Linked DNA regions of Mus musculus: region 2 is linked to region 1. A link is a contact called in public HiChIP or PLAC-seq data. All regions are on one chromosome and are shown on one strand. Each heading gives the region's core, a stretch centred on a gene start, on an enhancer-like site or on the middle of the called end of the contact. The rest is flanking DNA. Distances are from core to core; before and after follow the strand shown.

Region 1 (3,901 bases), core at 27-2,526:
AGAGGAGAGAGGAAGGGGTAAAGGGAGAAAAATGGAGAGAGGGAGAGAAGGGGAAGGGAGAAGGGGGGGAGATGGGGGGAGAGAAAGAGGGAGGAGGGAGAAAGGGGGAGAGGGAGGAGAAAAGAAAGGGGAGAGGAAGAGGGGGAGAAGGGGGGAGAGAGGGGGAGAGGGAGGGGGAGGGAGAAGGCGCTCTCAGAGTCTGATGTCACCAGGGTAGTTTCATATCTCAGTTCAGATCCTCTCTCTTTTAGAGTTGTAATAAGATCCCAGAGCAAGCTTTCTGACTCAGTGTTTGGGGATGGAGGCTAGGAGGGACTGATCTGTAGAAGCCTGGGACATGATCCCCACAGGAGGAGACTCACGAGGGCATGTGTGTAAGATTAAGGAATGTCCAGAGCAGAGTGCTGGCCCAGCACCACACTCCAGGGCTTCACTGGAGGACCTGGACCCTCCAGATGCTGCCTGCCCACCTTTGCCTCATAGGGTTCTCTAGACTCTTAGCAACTGAGTGATCCCCTTCCAATACATACTTGCATGAACACACAACCTGCCATTTTGCTACAAAGGAATCATGGATACCAAATTTACCCTCGGTCCCTGGAGTACAAGTAGCCCTGATGGCAAGGGTCTCAGATGGGACCACTGCTGGGACTCACACACCTAAATCAATGCTCCTACCACCAATTGAGATTCTCTGCCTTTTTGCAGGTCTCTGTCCTGCATGGAATATCCTCGTCCTGGGCTCACAGCCACCTTCACATCTGGAAAGACCTCTAGATAAACAGAAGCGTCCACCTCCATCCCCTTCTAGCCTGTGCCAGCTCCCTGGGGCGTCCAGAAGTAGGGACAGCCAGTCAGCCAGCCAGCCAGCCGGGCACACACACAGTTAATTCTTGGCGGCTGCTGTTTGGATAGAAAGCACTAGGAGCGGTCTAGGCTCCTCCACAACTCACATCTGGCTGGGGTTGGCGCTTTGTATTGGTCCCTCTTTCTTCCTCTCTTCCTCTACTTCTGAGAGAAACCACGTTTCCGTTTCTGGCCAAAGAGACCTTGGAGGCAGCTGAGGAGATAAAGGTGTTGGGACTGCTGTGCCTTGCACCTCCCCCTTTCCTCCTCCTTAAGTGTTTCCCCCTGGGGGACTTTTTTCTCCCTCGGGCTCTCTCTCTCTCTCTCTCTCTCTCTCTCTCTCTCTCTCTCTCTCTCTCTCTCTCTCTCTCTCTCTCTCTCTCCCTCCCTCCCTCTCTCTCTCTCTGCTTTGACACGTCTGTGCTTCCCCTCCTGACCTAGCCTAGAAGGCTCAGCCCCTGGGAGATGCTCTAAGAGACGCCTCCCCGAGAGCCCTGAGAGGCTGGAGGATTTCATTGCACAGCCGGCTCAGCTGGAAGGAGGTAGGTGGCTTGGACAGACCGGGAAGGACTCCCATGCCTCTGAGCTCCGTCTTCGTGGCTTCATCTGGGTGCCCAGGCGTGACTGAGTAGACGCTTTCTCTGGAGTGAGATGTGATGTGGACTTACAGCAAAGGGGCAGACAGAGCAGGGCAGAAGTTTTGGGGACAGCATTGAGTTATTCTTGCTAATTCCCCCTGCACAGATTGGCTGTGCAGAGAGGCAGCTTGTTGGGGCTCCCTGGAGCGTGCAGGGGGCGGGCTCTTTAGCGGGTAGGATGCTGACAGGACCAACTATGCATTCTTCCACTGTTTTGTGGGGTGTCTCTCTTTTACCCGGATGCTCTTTAGAGGGTGTGGAAGGAGAAAGAGCAGCTCTGTTCCCAGCTTGTGCCACCCCATGCCTGTCCGTATCACCTGGGACAGCTAGGATCAGGTCTGTCCCATCTGTCAGTGGTCAGCTGGAACCCCAACACTGAACAGGAAGTGTGGACTCTGGCCCCTTCTTCTAACAGCCTCGCTGTTCCTGGAGGACATCCAGTTTGGGCAGGAAAAAACAAATATCCCTTCTCCTTGGACCTTCCTGGGAAGGAAAAAAGCTGCCTATGGTGCTAAGAGTAGCCCTGAGCTAGGGCTGGCTGCAGACTCTAAGATGCCCCAGGACCTTTGTTCAGCCTGTGTCCACCTAGACTCACAAGTCTGGGCATCTCTGTGGGTGAAGATGTAACTTACAGGTTAACCTGAGTCCCACCCCATCTATTCATGCACCCACCCAGGCTGCTCCCTGCCCTGGAGAGCCTCCTCCCATCCAGCTACTCCTGGCTCCACCCTTGTCTCTGGGAAGGGTGAGAGGGAGCTGCCTCTCCGACTCCTTCTGTTCCTGTGACCTGTTTCTTGGAATGGAGACCACAGAACATGATTCTTCAGCTTTGACAACAGGGTTCGGCATGTGGATCAGACGCAGGGTGTGTAGTGCCTAGCGTGTGAAAGGTCAGGGGTTGCTTCTCCAGTACTGGAAACAGCCACAACCAAATACCAACTTTAATTTTCACGGAATATGTTGGCTCAAGACTGTGAGGCAGAAAGGCTGCGGCTAGCCTGAGCCTAGCCTGAGCCATCCTGAGCCAGACAGCATGGTCTGACAGAGACCATGAGTGAGATGCAGTTTCAAAGTAACCAAAGGAAAATAGAGTGAGATGCAGTTTCAAAGTAACCAAAGGAAAATAGAGTGAGATGCAGTTTCAAAGTAACCAAATGAAAAGGAAAACAACAATGAAAAAAAAAAAAAAAGGAAAAACTGAGAAATGTCATTGGGATCCCCCTGGGAGTGAGTGACGTCCTTAGAAACTGCCGACTCTGCTTTTTATAGTGCAACAACTGTGTGCTGCCTGCACAGGAGTGTGAGAGGAGTTGTGTATTCTCTACCAGGCCCCTCCAGTGCTCACTGGAGAGGAGGGAAACCTGCAGAGGGAACCAGAGGGCTGAGAACAAGGGAACCTCGGTGCCCCCTGTGTCTCACAGCTCTGCCTAAGGACCTACCTGGCCCAGGCCCTGCAGCCTACCAGGAAGCATCCCAGCTAAATAGTGTCTTCCCTCCCCGGGGCTCAACTTGGATTCTCTGCCCAGGCAGGAGACACCAAGCTTTTGAACTGTCCCATCTTATTTCCTAGAAACTCACACTCCCTGCTTGCCCCCCACTGCGGAGAACTCAAAATAGATGTTCTGAGGTTCATGGATAGCCAGGAGCCCCTCCCCCTGGGAGGAGGCAGGCCCTACCGGCTGTCCTGTCCTGGAGGGTGAAGGCAGTGACTGCTCATTCCTGGCTGTAACCTCCCTATTCAGAGCAACCAGCACAGCATTAATTTTTTTCTGAACACACTCCTTTCTGTTATTCTTCCCGGTGCCCGGCCCTCCACCCCCCCCCCTCTTCATAATTAGCATGACTCATAAACCAAGTATTCTGGCATTGAACTTCATCCATCAAAACAAAGATGAAAAGAATTTCGTAGAAACTATGGGTTCACTTGGGACACCCTCACTCACTGTTTCTTACTCACAGGGGGTCAGGCCCTTTGGTGGGTCACAGTTACTAGGGCTGAGGGTGGCTGAGGCTCTAGGGTTTAGGTGAGGTTGAGGTCACAATCTGAAGCCAGAAGGGCAGGTTAATGTCCACTGGAGGATGCAGCCTCTAACTGACCACCACCTTCTCTGGAGAGAAAGGACTTGGGAGCAGCCTGGGCCCTGGCCTTGAAGGTCCCAGGGATATTGGACCAGTGGTGGCTCCTAGGGACTGTTATTTTGTCCAGTTGTAGTCACTGAAAATTTGTCTTCCACTAATGTCAAGTGATCTACATACAGTGCCTGTCTGGATAGGACCCCACCACCTCCCTGACTCATTCATGAGGTACAAGAAACATTCTGGCTTCTCCAGAGAGCAGTTTGCTTAAAGCTAGAGAGTCCCACAGGTGCTAGCGCTGGCTCTGAGGGCCCTGCCCTGGGTCCTTGCCCTGGCAGGAC
Region 2 (3,722 bases), core at 829-3,328, 510 kb after region 1:
GTCAGGGTTCTCTAGAGTCACAGAACTTATGGAATTGTGGACCTGGGTACCAGAGGTTTTCCATGGAGATCTCTGTCCAGGAGAATGGCTGCTTGTGCTTACAACGCCTGTATCTACGCGGAAAGTCTCTCTATATTAAGGGGACTTATTGTAATAACTCACAGTCTGCAGTGCAAGTAACCCAACCCTGGGCAGCTGTGACTGGGAAGCCAAAGAATCTCGTAGCTGCTCAGTCCCATGAGGCTATGTGTCTCAGCTGGTCTTCTGCGTAAGCTGGAATCCCGAAGATGTAGGTTCCAACAGAGGTACTGGCAAGTAAGTGCAGGCAGGCGAAGAAGAGCGAGTCTTCTTCTTCCAATGTCCTTATGATGTAGGCCTCCATCAGAAGATGTGGCTCAGATTAAAGGCGTGTACCACCACACCTGGATCTGGAACTCACTCTATCCCAGGCTGGCCTTGAACTCAGAGATCTGCTTGCCTCAGTCTCCTAAGATTAAAGGCATGTACTACCTTGTCTGGGCCTATGCTTTTCATGGCCACTGTGCCCAAGATCTGGATCAAAAGTGTGTGTCATTCCATGTCAAGTTCCAGGTCCGAAGCCTGTGTCTTTCAGGCTTGATCTGGATCATAGGTATCCTCCATTTCTGAACTGTACTTCATTCCAGATGTAGTTAAGCTGACAAGCAGGAATAGCCATTACACCTCAGTGTCCTAAGCTCCCCGGCCATGCCAGGACTGAGTGCAGAGACAAGTGAGGAACCCGGGTCTCTAGGTAATGCAACACCTGCCAGGAAGGATGCCGAATACCTCCGCACAGACAGTCATTATCTCTAAACATAGCTGCTTCCTACACCACCGTCATCAGATGGGCCAAGTCAGCTCTCTGCCACCTCCCCACAGGGTCACACATATCCTGAAGGGATACTGAATGAACATAAGCCATTAGAACACTCTAGCCCAACCCTAGAATGGGGCAGAACAACCAATACTGTGGAGTCCAGAGACCTCCAGACTCTCGCAACACACCATCACCTGAGTGACCCAGTCCTGCCTTCCGATGCTTCCAGAGTCAGCACAGTGGGCGTTCCCGAGGAGGTCTGGGGTGCAGTGCCTGATATCAGCCTCACACTGAACACAGGCATGAACAGGAGTTTCTGCCCAAAGCAGCAGCTTCCCACCATTATCCCTGCCAACTCCAGCTCAAAACCAGATCTGTAGCCATTCCCGGGTCAATGTGATCTGAGTACACATCTTCCCTAGGTGAGAAACCTACAAATAGCTTGACATACATCACAAAGCAGACGCCTACCCTTTGACCTGCAGGAAGCCCATGGTCACTGTGGCTCTCAGCCACTTCTGTGTACAACTGTGCATCAGCTGCGGCTCCTGCCTCCACTGGCAGGCACTGCCTCAGATCTCAGAGAGTTGCTCTGCCCTCTGGCAAAGGGTCTCAGGATTTACCCCAAATCAATGAATGGGTTCAATTGGGGCACACCCTCCAGCTTCACCACCACCTATGGGGTAACTCTGAGGTACAAAATGTAGGCCACTCAGAGGTCCCTACAGGGGCAACTGTCACACAGGCGTCAGATGACTAAAGTGCCAGTATCAGTACTATGCACTTCATGACCCATGTCCCCATCCCTGTGAATGCTTGTCCACCGCCAAGCAAACTGCCTGCCCTCAAATCCTATGTCAGGGTCAGCTTCTGGAGAGGTCAGACGTCAGCAGCCACCAAGCTCTCCCTCTTGTCAGCCTGACACACCACTCTCGAACGTGAGACACAGGCAGGTGACCGGATATTTGAGAAAACCCTCCAACATGAGCAGCAAACAGAGAAAATGCTATGTAGACAGTCTCTGCGATGGCTGCCTACCTCATTCATGCCTAGCAGGGGCCCTGGCTCTGGGCTGTCTGTGTGGCCAAAAGAACATGGGGGCAAGGATGATATGCCCCTCTGAGAGAAGAGTTCCGAGAGACGCTACAGCTTCCATCTTGGTTCACCCTCCTCCACTCGGATCACTCCCTCCCTCTGAGGGACGCCAACTTCCATGTCAGGCAGCCATATGGAGAGGCGCATGTGGCGAGGAACCCAGGCCTCCTGCCAACAACCAAGTGACTGAGCTTGGAAGCAGATCCCTTGTCCCCGTCAAACCTGGCTAACACGCTGGCTGCAAAGAGACCCTGAACCAGAGCCACCCGCATTGCCCCGCCAGATCCTGGCCATGGAAACCAGGAGAGAAAGCCATTTGTTGTCTTAAGCTACTGCGTTTGGAGGTCATCTGTGACATAATAATAGATGACACAGGCGGCTATACGCTTTGCAAAGAGGAGAAGGCTTCAAAAGAATCTATCATTAACATCACACAGAAGCGATGGCGCATCCATGAAACCGGAAGGAGGATGCTGGGAAGGCTAAAAATGAAATCGCAAATTTAAGTCAATAGAAGCATTGAGGGGAAAGGAAACTTGAGAAAGTTCCCAGAACACAGAACAAAAGCAAAGACGTATACAATAGGAATTGGATTTTGTTTTTCTTTTTAATTAAAGAGTTAGACTATGGAGCCAGGAGGTCCAACATCTGACAGATAGGCATTCCAGAAAGCGTACTGAGACAGAGGATAAAATTATCAAAGAAAGAGTACCAGAAAACGTCCTACAACTGAAGGGCGTGAGTCTTCAGCATCCAAAAATGAAAATAAGGGCACAGAGTATTGGCTTTTTACCCCTATTGCTTTAATGAAAAACTGGAGGCTAGGTACTTTATAAAGAGAAGGGGTTGGTTTAGTTTGGAGCCAAGCCCTCAGCATGTCGCTTCTGGGAGGAGGAATCAAAGCAGGAGAGTGAGTGAGGGGGAGACACAGGAGACCAGGTCAAGAGACCAGGAGAAACAAAGTAACCGGGGCAGGGTGGGGGTGGGGGCTGTTAGCTTAGAAGAGACCAGGAGCCAGAGAGGAGGGAAACAGAGTAACCAGGGCGGGAGTTGGGGGAGGACCTTGATACCTTAGAAGAGACCAGGAGCTGGAGAGCAGGGAAACAAACTAACCAGCGTTCCCCTGAACCATGATATCTTAGAGTTGCGACCCCAGCACCCGTCACCTGGGGACCAAGCTTCCAGCACAGGAACCCTGTTGACATATGACACATCTAAGCCATCCCTGGGATGATGATGCCAAGAACAGAACCCCCAAAACAGAAGCTTCCAGGAAAAAAAAAAAAAAAAAAAAAACAGCTTGACTCAAAATCTCCATGCCTCTAAAGCTGTCTACAGTAAGAAGCAGATCTGGATTTAGCGAGCAAGTGCTGCAGGAATGTAGGCAAAATTAGTTCAAACATAGACGCCTGAACTGAAATGAGAGGAGAGTAACCCCGGGAAAGATTCAGAGAACAGGTTGCATGCTGCCCTAAGTCTAGAGACCAAGGGTAGAGAGAGAGCTCAGTGGTTAAGAGCACTGGCTGCTCTTCCAGAGGACCCAGATTCAAGTCCCAGCACCCACATAGCATCTCACAGCCATCTGTAACTCCAATTCTAGGGGATCCGACTCCCTCTTCTGTGCCCCTGGCAAACCCCCAAACATAAAAAACAATCAAGCAACTTTAAAACAATACTAAAGAGTGTCTCAGCCAGGGTTCTCTAGAGGAGCAGAACCATTAATGGCTGCCTTCACACTGGAGAGGCTAAGAACCCCACAGCTATTCAGTCCATGAGGCTGGTTACCTCT

The links. HiChIP or PLAC-seq counts read pairs in DNA pulled down with a chosen protein or histone mark.
Region 2: a contact with region 1 is called in an H3K4me3 HiChIP or PLAC-seq map of forebrain, with 3 times the contacts expected there. The contact joins the enhancer-like site here to the promoter of C1qtnf1 in region 1. A contact is called at or near these places in 1 of 39 promoter capture datasets (embryonic stem cells), 3 of 115 datasets of contacts at active chromatin or transcription factors (astrocytes, embryonic stem cells and forebrain) and 2 of 9 other capture datasets (embryonic stem cells and macrophages).

The regions. Positions count from the first base shown.
Region 1 is chr11:118,427,181-118,431,081 of GRCm38.p6, forward strand. It overlaps C1qtnf1 (C1q and tumor necrosis factor related protein 1), which reads left to right and starts at 1,277. Exons shown (of 4, transcript NM_001204129.1): 1 at 1,277-1,388. It overlaps Gm35598 (a long non-coding RNA gene), which reads right to left and starts at 1,181. Exons shown (of 3, transcript XR_880340.2): 1 at 954-1,181.
Region 2 is chr11:118,938,648-118,942,369 of GRCm38.p6, forward strand. No RefSeq gene overlaps it. Among named protein-coding and RNA genes, the nearest start is that of Rbfox3, 31 kb to the left of the region's middle. Within about 2 kb of position 2,079, at least 23 of the 459 cell types and tissues checked have an H3K27ac peak or open chromatin away from gene starts, as enhancers often do. A contact at or near this core is called in forebrain, where this site is marked.